Regions from separate parts of the Zea mays genome. Here region 1 is linked to region 2. A link is a contact called in public Hi-C data. All regions are on one chromosome and are shown on one strand. Each heading gives the region's core, a stretch centred on a gene start, on an enhancer-like site or on the middle of the called end of the contact. The rest is flanking DNA. Distances are from core to core; before and after follow the strand shown.

Region 1 (5,884 bases), core at 1,449-3,948, 260 kb before region 2:
CATCTTTCAACCTGTAAAATCAGAAAATGGCCAGAAAATAAATCTATATAATAGGTAGAGCTGTTCAGGCAGTCATACAGGTACGTACAGTAGTATGAGCATGTAGTAGTGACTGCCTCTGTTGGTGAAGGTCCTGAAGAATCGAGACACCAAGTTCTTCTGTCTCCAACATAGTTCTTCGGCTCTCTTTAATTCTGTCAGTGGACTGATTCAGTCTTTCAGTTGTCATCATCAATCTTCCCCTCTGATCAGTAGACACCTGAGCCATGGGAGAGTCCCCCAAATATGACATGAGTAAAACAACTGTAATTAGCCTGAGACAAAAGGCCTCAATAAAGCAAATCAAGATAACCCAAATAAATGCAACAGGAATGTAGAGGCAGCAGTCCTATTGTACAATGACATTGAGGAATATGAAATATAGGTAACTCAATCACTTCACTAGATATAAAACATTCCAAAACAAAAAATGAACTTAGAGTTCCTTAAGTTCAGCTAGTGCCAGAACTATTATATTACTTGAGGAACATTTCTTATGTAAATAGATATTGACAAATAACTTACGATAGAGCAATATTATCGTGTGATTTACTTTTGTCAGACCACAGAAGTATGTTCTGGAGATAAGAACAGAAAACTCATCCATCACATGTAAGTTTATTTTTATAAATATAACGGTTCTATCTTATTTAGTGACAAACAGAATATTACAGATATATAGAATGAGACAAAAAAAATTTCTTGCTTCTATCACGTCTTCCACAGTTCTCGTTCATCCATTAATAATATGAAGATGATCGCAGTAAGGGTAACCCTATGCTACCAACATCATTAAACTTAAGTGAAGCACAAAGGGCCATATGGGAGGTAAAGGTGATCAGCCACACAGATGCCAATCGGTGGTGTAGTATAAGGTACAGTATTAAGAATTTGAATCAAAATTTTAAAATATAGTATATCAGGATGAAAAGGTGAAACTATCTGATATCGAGAAAGTTTCGTTCATAATAGCATAAAAGTAGAAATAGTGGCTGCGGCGCATCAAGGGTCAACCTTGATAAGGAACTATGTTTGAATACATAGCATATATTTCATACAGAACAAAAGTTGTAATCATACCATCTAAGCAGTAAGACAAGGAAAGTCATAGATTAAACTTGATGGTCAGATATGCTTGAGTGAGAACTGAGAGCATATATAAACATGATGGCAAGATCTTGCCAGAGTTGTACTGCTAAAACTTGGATATCCAAAATTGAAAAAAAAAAGAAGTGAAAGCCCAAAATGTAATGTAGTAATCCAGCTGGATTCACTGACATGCACATGTAAACCATTCATTGAACAAATTCCTAGTACACACGGCCCATTGTTACAATGATGCACAATGTTGCAAGCAAAATGCAACTAAATAACAGATATTGCACCATCAATCATTTAGACTGTATAACTAGTATTCCACTTATATGGGTATGATAATACCCAAGGCAAAAAAGATAAATTCTGATCATTTCAGTGCAAACCAAATCACCTGATATGAAATACCACATCCACATTTAAAAAGTACAAGCACATTTATTTTTCAGTTATTTCTAGCTCATAGACATTGGACCTATGACGTTTTTGCTCTGATGCAATCTACAATAATTGACCTGATGTGATATGTTATGCATTGAAGTGAATACTTTGTAGACACAGTCAAGTCCTAGCATTAGCTCACCGCGAGAGTATCAGCCATTCCAGACTCCAGGAGCTCCTCCCGGGTAGCCTGCCTGGCATTGGGCGCAGATATCCTCTTGAGCTCACTCTTGACGTTGTTGAGGTCAGATTTATACTCCCTCAGCTTTGCAAGCAAACCAGCCTTAATGCTAGGCTGTAGGCTCCTTGCCTCCAGGTCCATCTTCCGAATCTGCAGACACAAAACAAAAACATAAAATTACTTTCCCCCAACCCCCAAATTGAAGACTAAGGCACATAAACATCTCGCAACTCCGTCGGAACACCAAAACTGCACCGACGGAAACGAAAAATCCCTAATCTCTGCTTTTCTACCCATTCCCCAAATGTCCTATATCCCGGGGATCCCCAAAACAGAACGCGTCGCGGCATCTATTTACCAGCGATTCAGCTTCCTCAACGCCGGACTGGATCTCGGAGAGCTTCTGCTTCTTCCTCTCTGCGGATAGACCCACCGAAATCAGACCAAAAACAAACGATCAACAAAAGCAGGTGCTCCCCCAGCGGAATCACAGAGGAGGAATCGTATTAACCATGGGAATCATGCTCACCTCCATCGAGGGCGGATGCAGCCGTGCACTTGCGGGAGAGCGAGGCGGAGGCCTCGCAGTACTGCCGCTCGTAGCCCTCGAACACCTCGCTCATGGCTGATGGCTGCTGCCCGCGGCTGGCCTAGATCTCCTCAAATCCCGTTAGCTTGATCGCCCCAAGCGAGAACGATCCGACAGCGGCGAGTTCGACGGGTACTCGATCCGACAGCGGCGAGTTCGACGGGTACTCGATCCGCGTGGCTCGGCGACGGGAAATCTGGAGGGTCGGGTCAGGATTGCCGTGCCCAAATGCAGAAGAGATTAGCACATTGCCGCTGTTTGTTTGTTTCTAGAGACTGCTTGGTAGGCCCGGGAGGTGAGTTGCTGTCGTGGGAGGCCTATCTACTATCTGGTCTTGCTGGACGTATATGTTCATATGCACTTGTGCTAGAGGTACCAACCACGTAGCAGGGAAAAATATATTATCATCATGTGCACGGTGATTGCAGCATCAAGTTGCTCGCACGTCCTTTTGCTGCCGCTCAATTTACATCAACTGATCGCTGAGACCAGACACCCCAAATGGCCACTGCAAACAATGCCTGCGCTCCTCGTGTTTCTCGCAGACGCTGACGCAGCCGCAACTGGACGCAATTTGATGCGCCAGGACCAGGGTACGTCCTCTGAAGGAACGCTCCTGAATTATTGGTGCCGACATGATGCAAGAGTCTGCAAGCAAAAAAAAAACAAGGGGGAGATCACGTCCTGAGCTGGACTGATGCATGCGCTGTTTCTGTTTGCACGCGCGCAGGGCTCACGTGGAAAACGAAGGCGGAATGGGACTTCCTGCACTCCTACTGCGCCATTGCTCCTTTGATGCAGGCCAGGCCGGGCCGGGCAGAGCAGCTGGCAGCGAGATGGAGTGGAGTGGGCGCCTGGTGCCCTTGCTGTCCCTTCATGTGCTAAAACGTTGCTAGCCTGAAGTAGTTTATTGACCCAACTACCCAAGGCTACTTTTGTCCTATAGTTATTGACCCAATGCTATCTATGTACGTGCATACATACTACTGTCTTCAATGTGATCTCCATGGTGAAACTTGTTTGCAGTCTTTATAAACAATTCAAGGTGCGCTATTTAGTGTTTACTACTCATGCCAGTCTTATGGTGAGTTGTCTATTACTGTCTTCAACACTGCACGTTGTATAGAATGAAATAAAACATAGATGAAACACTGGGTTTAAATAGAAAGTTTTATTCCGTAACTTTATAGTAAATACTTAATTCTATAACACGGAGAGCTGGTACATCATGTCAAAAGAATTTCATCTCCATAGAACTCACTTCTCTCTATCTTACTAAACCTTTGTCAAATTATTAAAAGCACTTATATATATGACAGCTTATTTAATACAAATGGGACGCTAATGGAACTCTACTAAAGGCGCACTGCATATGAACCGACTTTCTGTTGGAGCATATTGTCCCATGTTTCATGAGTGGCTAATTCTTGTAGGCTAACCGTTTTGTTTATGATGTATCAAACTATAACATCATGGCATTAAGATTTAAGTTGTTTGTTCGAGAATTGGTTGAAGTGATTTAAGACGTTGACAACCACGAGCATAGGGAGGATCTCAAGGGGGGCTCCAGACCCCCTACGTGCATGAAACTTCATTAGATATATGGGTGGAGTATAAACGAGAAAGGAGAAGAAGGAAGAAAAATAAGTCTCTGTTCCATTGGAGGAAGAGGTAGATGGTAGAGTAGAAGAGAGAAGGAAGAAGAAGAGAGAAAATTAATCCTACTAGCTTGTGATGTCTTCATCACTGATCACCATGAAATTAGCCTCCCTCCCTAGTCCATTCCAGGAAATTAGCTTGTTGAACGACGACAGATGATGATGGAAACTCTAGTTCTCCTCATTTTCTCTCCTCCCCCTTTCTTCCACCCCTTCTTTCCAGGCGGTGTGTAGGATAGAGCCTTGCTCCTTAATAAGAGAAGGCATGGAGAAAGGAGAAGATTGCACCTATAAATTTAATTAACATAAAATATACGACATAACAGTAAGAAAACTAAAATTTAGACACTTGAAATTTAGCGAGACTTATACTTAATGGCACAAATTTGATTATTGGTATTCACTATTTAATGACGAACTCTAGTTTATGTATAGCTAATTAGGTCGTGTCCAGTAGTTTACCCACATAGTCATTAAAACACTATTTTATATTGTTTTTGCACTGTTTGTAGGCTGAAGTTTAAATATTGTTATAAAAATGGGTAGAGTGCTTGAGATAGTCTTAGTCGTCTTATTATTACTAATGAGGTTGCTTCCATTTCATTGCCACATTTCCCGATGCTAGTTTGACTCATGCAGCAATTACCAACTTGGTTACGACTTTCTACTTCCTCTACTTCATAATTTCCTCCGTGCTAGTTTTGCCATTCAATCACATGGAAACATGAATGAAGCCATGGTGCAAATAATTCCACGGGCGCGAGATCAAAATAAGCACGTTTTCCCTTACCTGGTGGTGCACAATAGGGTTAGAAAAAACTCAAGGCTCGCTCAGAGTCGGCTCGGTTTAGAGAAGCTCGCGAGCTTGAGCCGAGCCTAATTTCATGGCTCACTCAAATAGCGAGTCAAGAGGTTACGAGATCATGAAATGTTATGTTGTGACACTATTACATTACTAAATTATTGATTTGTTTTTTTATGAATATATTGTTAGATATAGTTTAAAAATATGTTCATGATTTTTTTAGTGTAATTTTTAATTTTTTTATTTTATATATAACAAAAATATATAATTTATATCTTAAATTAGATTTAATGTGGCGACGAGCAAGCTCGAGCCAAGCCTAATTTTAGAACTTACAATATAATAAGGTCTTGTTCGTTTGTGCCGGATTGGTGGATCGGAACGATTCCTAACCGGATTGTTTTTCTAATTTATATAAACTTTGATTAGCTGGAACGATTCTGGGTGCAACACTAGTACAAATAAGCTCAAAGCCTGCGGCACGTTCAACTTTTCACTGGCGGTTTCCGTTATCAAACGTCAGTGAAAGAAACAGGTGGGCCCGGCTTTAAAAACCGCCAGTGGAAACCTATTTCCACTGGCGGTTATCTTAACACAACCGCCAGTGGAAATAGGATGTTTCCACTGGCGGTTGTGTTACACAAACCGCCAGTGAAAATTGATTTCCACTGGCGGTTATCTTAACTTAACCGCCAGTGGAAACATCCTATTTCCACTGGCGGTTTTTAAAGATAACCGCCAGTGGAAATCAATTTTCACTGGCGGTTTTTAAAGACAACCGCCAGTGAAGTGTCTGTTATAAATACCCCTCTTCCCCCGACAGTGAACTGTATGCTCGCAGCCAACTTCCATTGGAGGCGATTTTGGAGGTCCAGAATTCACAAAATACATGGGGAGAGGTTTTGATCTTCATTTTTTGGAAGAAGATTGCTAAGAAAGGTTGGTTTATGTTGCTAATGTCAATTTTTATTCATTTTTGCTCAATTTTAGCCACATTTTGGATCTAGGGTTTCACCATTGGAGAGAGAGTGTATCCTCTCTCAATTTTAGCCACATTTTAGCCACATTTTTGCTCT
Region 2 (5,637 bases), core at 2,692-5,191:
CGCGGCACTCCGTGGCGCTGTGGCGACCGTTGGGGTGTATAGGGCACGAGCCGCCGCTACCCCTTTGCGGTCGTGGGCGCTTGTTGTGGTCGCCCCGGCCCCTGGTCGTAGCTGCAACGACCAGAGCGGTGGATCACGGCTTCTGGTAGTCGCGATCCTTCTTCTTTTTCTTCTTCTCGTCCTGGGGGCGGCACTCGAGCCGCCCGACTGGGCAGCCCCGGTTTGTGAGGCCGAGTGCCATGCACGACCCTTGGTGGCTCTGGCACACTTGTCAGCCAGAGCAAAGAGCGTGGGGACAGTTTCCACGTCATGCGTGGCCAACTTCTCCAACATTTTCTTGTCACGTTCTCCCTGTCGGAAGGCCGTGATGATGGAGGCATCAGAAATACGACGTATAGTACCTCGCACCTTGGTGAAGCGTGAGATGAACTTCCAGAGAGTCTCCCCGGGCTCTTGCCTCATCCCATGGAGGTGGGCCTCCACACCGTGTTGTTGGTAAGCGCTGGCGAAGTTCACGACAAACCGCGCGCAGAGCTCTTCCCAGGTGTAGATGGATCCTGGGGCGAGGTTCATGAGCCAAGTCCGGGCAGATCCAGACAAGGCGACATGAAAATACATTGCCATCACAGCGGTGTTTCCACCTGCTGCTGTGATGGCGGTGACGTACACCTGCAGGAACTCCGATGGGTTTGATGTCCCATCGTATTTTTCCGGCAGGTGCGACCGGAACTTGGGCGGCCATGATGCCGCGCGAAGATGGTCCACGAGGGCGGCGCAGCCCACGCCGGCCAAGGGGACACCCGTTTGGGACCGGGTGCCCATTGGCGTCTACGGTGTTGCCGCAGCAAAGTCTTGATCGAGGTTGCGACCCTAGATGTTTTAGCGGCGCTCGCACGCCCTTTCCAGGGAGATCCGGGCATCCTCTCCCGTACGCCTGCGGTTGAGCTCTGCCCAAAGGTCGTTAGTCTGCGCACCCCTTACGGAGGGCGAGCGCACAGACGTCGTGGCTTCGTGTTGGCGCCGGGATGACCGGGGCCTAGATCTGGTCGAGGTAGAATGCGCCATACCGAGTAGCCGGTCAACATCGTCACGCCACTGCTTCATGGCCCCTGGTGAAGCCGTGGAGCTAGGGGGTGGCGTAGCAACTCCCTGGCGACAGATAATGCCGTAGGTGTTGCCCTCGATGGAGTCCGGGACACTTGCGCAGGCGTGTGCTGTTGCACGGCGTGTACAACAGCAGCCCCAGACTCAGGGCAGTCGGGTACTCGCGACGCGGAGGACGCAACTTCTTGCTCCATCGCCAAATCTTCTGAAGTTTCGGCGCGGTGCTCGATGATTCGCACCATCATGCTGAGCGAGGGAACAAGCAAAAACTTCAAGCCTAGCCCCTACCTGGCGCGCCAAATGTCGGAGGGTAAATCTCTCCGGTCGGGTGGCGGATTGCACCCACCCTAATTCCTAAAATGAGGAGGGGCCTAAGCGTCTTGCTTGTTACGAGGTTGGTGGATGAACACACGAGAGCACACGAGGGTTTAGAGTGGTTCGGTCCGCCGGGGCGTAACACCCTACTCCACTGTGTAATGTATTGTGAGTCTGAGCTTGGCTCTGTGTAACGTCGCATGCCTCCCCTTTTATAGCTGAAGGGGGGCATGCACAAAGGTAATGAGCCCCGACATGTGGGCCCAGGGACATAGAGAATATAAAACTTGGGACTATAAATATTTGCTGCCAGGGCAATCTCCTTGTGTCCTGTCGTCCGAGATCTGTGTATCTTCGGCGTGCAGAGGAAGCTTCTTGTAGAAGGGATAACACAGTGCGCTGCCTGGCACGAGCGCACTGCTCACCAGCAGACCCAGTAGGCGCGCCGCCTGCTGGATGACCTTGACGCCGCCTACCAGTGGATGGGACGGGACACATTAAATGCTGAGAGGGCACGTCGCCCGTCAGCGCAGTGGCAGGCGGCGCGTCCTCTCCTCAGTAAATGTAGGCGCTGCACGGCTTTACGTCAGGCTCAGCCCGATGGCTTATGTCATGGGTCACAAGCAACGGGTCTCCGCCTGAGCGGGAAGTGAAGGGCAAGGCCTGGACACGTGTCAGCACCAGACCCCTACTCACGCCAGGGTCTTCCTCGTTCTGGGACCTTGCTGAGGTTCGGACCTTACTCGGAGGCTCCGGACTTATATGTATAGGGGTCCGGTGTCCTTGTGTGGAGGTCCAGACCCCACGATACATACTGGGATGTGCTGTCTTTCCTTGCCACGTGGCGCCCTTTGGCCTGCCCATGCGGTGGGGTCAGGCATCGTCCTCCGCGTGGCCTGGAGATGTTGCATAGGTGCGGCGTCTTCATGCTGTAGAAGAGGGTACCCCTGATTTAGGGTACCGACACAAGTGTTAGTGTGAACTAAAACAAGTTAGATGAGAAGAGAGAAGAAAGGAGAACTCTTCACTTGATTTCTCCTTTACGAGAGTACTGAACTTAGGAGAAATATTTCAAGTGAGTAAAGAACTCAAGAAGATTTTTACTGTGGTTCGGTCAATGCCTACTCCATGTTGTGGTGACCTCCCTTGGTCAAGGGTTGCTCTCAACCCTTCTCAAGTGATACAAAAATCAAACTTGAGTGTCACAATTGTCTTCCTTATATCAATATCCCTTTGTGAGGAATCTCTATAAATTGGAGTCTATCACATCTTACACAAATGACCACAATAAAATTCGGAGTAAGGAGGGGAGTAGATACGCACACAAGAGCACAACGCAACAACAACACGCACAAATGTGAAGAAGAGAGCGTAACAACAAAACGATAGAGTAACGACTGAAGAAATGCGCTCAAATCTCTCTAGAACACTTCAGAGGCGTGGTTGCGGAGTCTTGGAGTTGTAGTGTGCTCAAAGTATGCTTAGGTACCGCTCCATGGCGCCTTGGGGTCCTTTTATAGCTCCAAGGGACCTAGGAGCCGTTGGAGCTTGAATTGGAAGCTCCCAGCCTTCCCTGTCCGTGGGTGCACCGGTCTGTCCGGTGGCGCACCGGACCTGCACAGTGCAATAGTTAACAGATCCCTGATTGGTCACTTTCTGTTTCAAGCGGGCACCAGACTGTTTGGTGGGGGGCACCGAATTGTCCGATGCACCATCTGACCATTGGCTGCGGCGGACGTGGCAGATAGCTGTTGTCTATCTTCACACCGGACTGTCCGACGCTCCGCGCGGACCGTCCGGTGAATTATAGCCGAGAGTGCTCGGATGAAACCGAGAGCGACCAGTACGATCGGACGGACACCGGACTGTCCGGTGGATGGCACCGAACCGTTCAGTGTCGCCTAGTCCAGCACAACTTGTTCCTTTTTATGCCAACTTTCTTTTGCTCCTTTTGACTCGACTTCTTATGGTCCCTATCATTTAGTCAAACATGATTAGTACCTCAATAATTGACTAAGTGCTAGAAACATACCTGTTTCACTTTGATCCATAGATGTTTTAGTATGCCTATTTTCAAACCTAAAGGGTGCCTTTTCTTGTAATCCTTAATTTACTTTACAAACACCTATGCTCATGCCCAAACAAGACCTATATTTGATAGACTTCCACTATTGCATTCTTTTAGTTTATTATGAAAAACAGCTAAATTAATTATGTTATGGTACAGACGTTCTGTTTGATACCACTTTCGTTTTTAAATATACGAAGAAGCTACGAAATAGGCTGTGACAAATAAAGTTTTTGTGCGATTGCCAACGAGAGAAGTTTAGGGAGAGTGGGAGACAAAGCGGATTGGTGGGCTACGGTCTACAGTTGGGTCGTACGGCTGTGAATCTTGGGCCGGCCCATCCATTTTTGTTTTATATTCTCTGGCCTTTGTTAGCCTAGACTCCACCCAACTTTTCTTGCCAAATAAAACGATGAAAAAGTTCATTTTACCTCAGTCAACTACCAATTTTCTCGCTCAGACATACAGAATTACAGAGTCGAAGTGCGCTGTGGCCTGTGGACTCTCCCCTCCCCAACTCCGGCGAAGGGAGCAGAAACGTTGGCGTGTTGGTTGGGTGGCGTCGGCATGGACGAGGCAACGAAGAAGAATGTGGAGGCTACGGTGCTGGAGATCCTCCGGGGCTCCGATATGGAGTCCGTGACGGAGTACAAGGTCCGCGCCGCTGCCAGCGACCGCCTCGGCATCGACCTCTCCATACCCGACCGCAAGCTCTTCGTCCGCGGCGTCGTTGAGGAATACCTACTTTCACTCTCCTCCAAGGAGGAGGCGAAGGCGGAGGAGGAGGGCGTCACTGGCAGGGAGAGCAAGGGCAAGGAACACGAAGAGGAGGACGAAGAGGATGACGATGAGGAGGAGGATGAAGGTAAGGGTGGCGGGAAGAGAGAGTACGATGACCAAGGTGACCTTATCCTGTGCCGCGTGAGTTTCTTCTTCCGTATCTCCTCTCTCGCTCTTGTTCAAATCGATCCGAATGTTATGCTAGGGTTTTGTGGCGTGATGTGGGTTTGTGCGTGCAGCTTTCGAGCAAGAGGAGGGTGACTTTATCGGAGTTTAAGGGCAGGTCGTTGGTGTCCATCCGCGAGTTCTACGTGAAGGACGGCAAGGAGATGCCCTCCGCCAAAGGTGACTCCACCATGGCACCATGGATTACTGCTCGAATGTTAGATGTGATGTCCACTCGAATGGATCTTCATCTGCAATGTCAGCTTGATATTGCCGGACCTTGAGGCTTGACCCTTTTATTACACTCTTATAGTAATGAATGTCTCAGTTTTCCAGAAACCGAATTCACCAATTCGCAGAACTTAGAACTGAGCAGCGATAATGATGTGATGTTGTTGTTCCAGTGTTATCTGTCTGTCATTTACCTATGGCTATCTTTTTAGACAAAACGTGGCTATTATGTATCCACGCTTTCGTAAATGTTGGACTTCTTTATATAGAAACACTGCAAATACCAGTTAGTTTTTTCAATCTGTCACTGCGTACGGTATATTTCATTCTCCTGCACTAGCAATATCTAGAATCTGTTATGGTCTCAGTGTGATTTGATCATATCAACTTATTTTTAGGCTATGCCAGTCCTGTATTTTCATGCATCTTCAGAAGTCTTTTTAGCGCAGTTATTGTCTTACCACTGGTGTCTAGCTGTAAGTTTCAATTGGTGGGCAAGAAAACTGTCAATTTGAGATTTTAATTGCTTTATGGGTTATTTGACTAAGTTTAATGTGATCATTTTAATGCAGCATTACGTTCAGTATACCCCTGTTGAATCAGCACCCCTGCCTACCGAAATTTGGATTGATTTAAAGAAAAATCTGAGGAAATCATTTCAACAGGCTAGCTGATCTGCAAAAGTATATCCCCACCATATTCAGACACAATATGATATTTGTTCGCAGCCAGTTGCCAGTCAATAATCACTAATTCACTATATTTGGCCGCTCTGGAATATTTGGTTCATAGACCAGTTGACAATTCTCTCTTCTTTCATGTTACAACTTGTGTTCTTTCTTTATTATTTGTTGGTGACTTGGTGTAAATGCAAGTCAACTTGATTTAGCTTTGACTCCTTTTCTAAACAAAATTTCATTTCAGTATTATCCATGTTGCATCGTGTTCCATAGCAAAACAGTTATAACTCAGTT

Evidence for each region. Hi-C and Micro-C count contacts between places; a contact is called where the count stands out from the background.
Region 1: a contact with region 2 is called in a Hi-C map of leaf, with 4 times the contacts expected there. The contact joins the promoter of LOC100192626 here to the promoter of LOC100384655 in region 2. A contact is called at or near these places in 2 of 25 Hi-C or Micro-C datasets (endosperm and leaf).

What each region holds. Positions count from the first base shown.
Region 1 is chr8:158,074,404-158,080,287 of Zm-B73-REFERENCE-NAM-5.0, reverse strand. LOC100192626 reads right to left here and starts at 2,698. Exons shown (of 5, transcript NM_001137840.1): 1 at 2,286-2,698; 2 at 2,115-2,173; 3 at 1,718-1,906; 4 at 89-259. The coding sequence starts at 2,379.
Region 2 is chr8:157,814,988-157,820,624 of Zm-B73-REFERENCE-NAM-5.0, reverse strand. It overlaps LOC100384655, which reads left to right and starts at 3,941. Exons shown (of 3, transcript NM_001177140.1): 1 at 3,941-4,408; 2 at 4,507-4,612. The coding sequence starts at 4,055.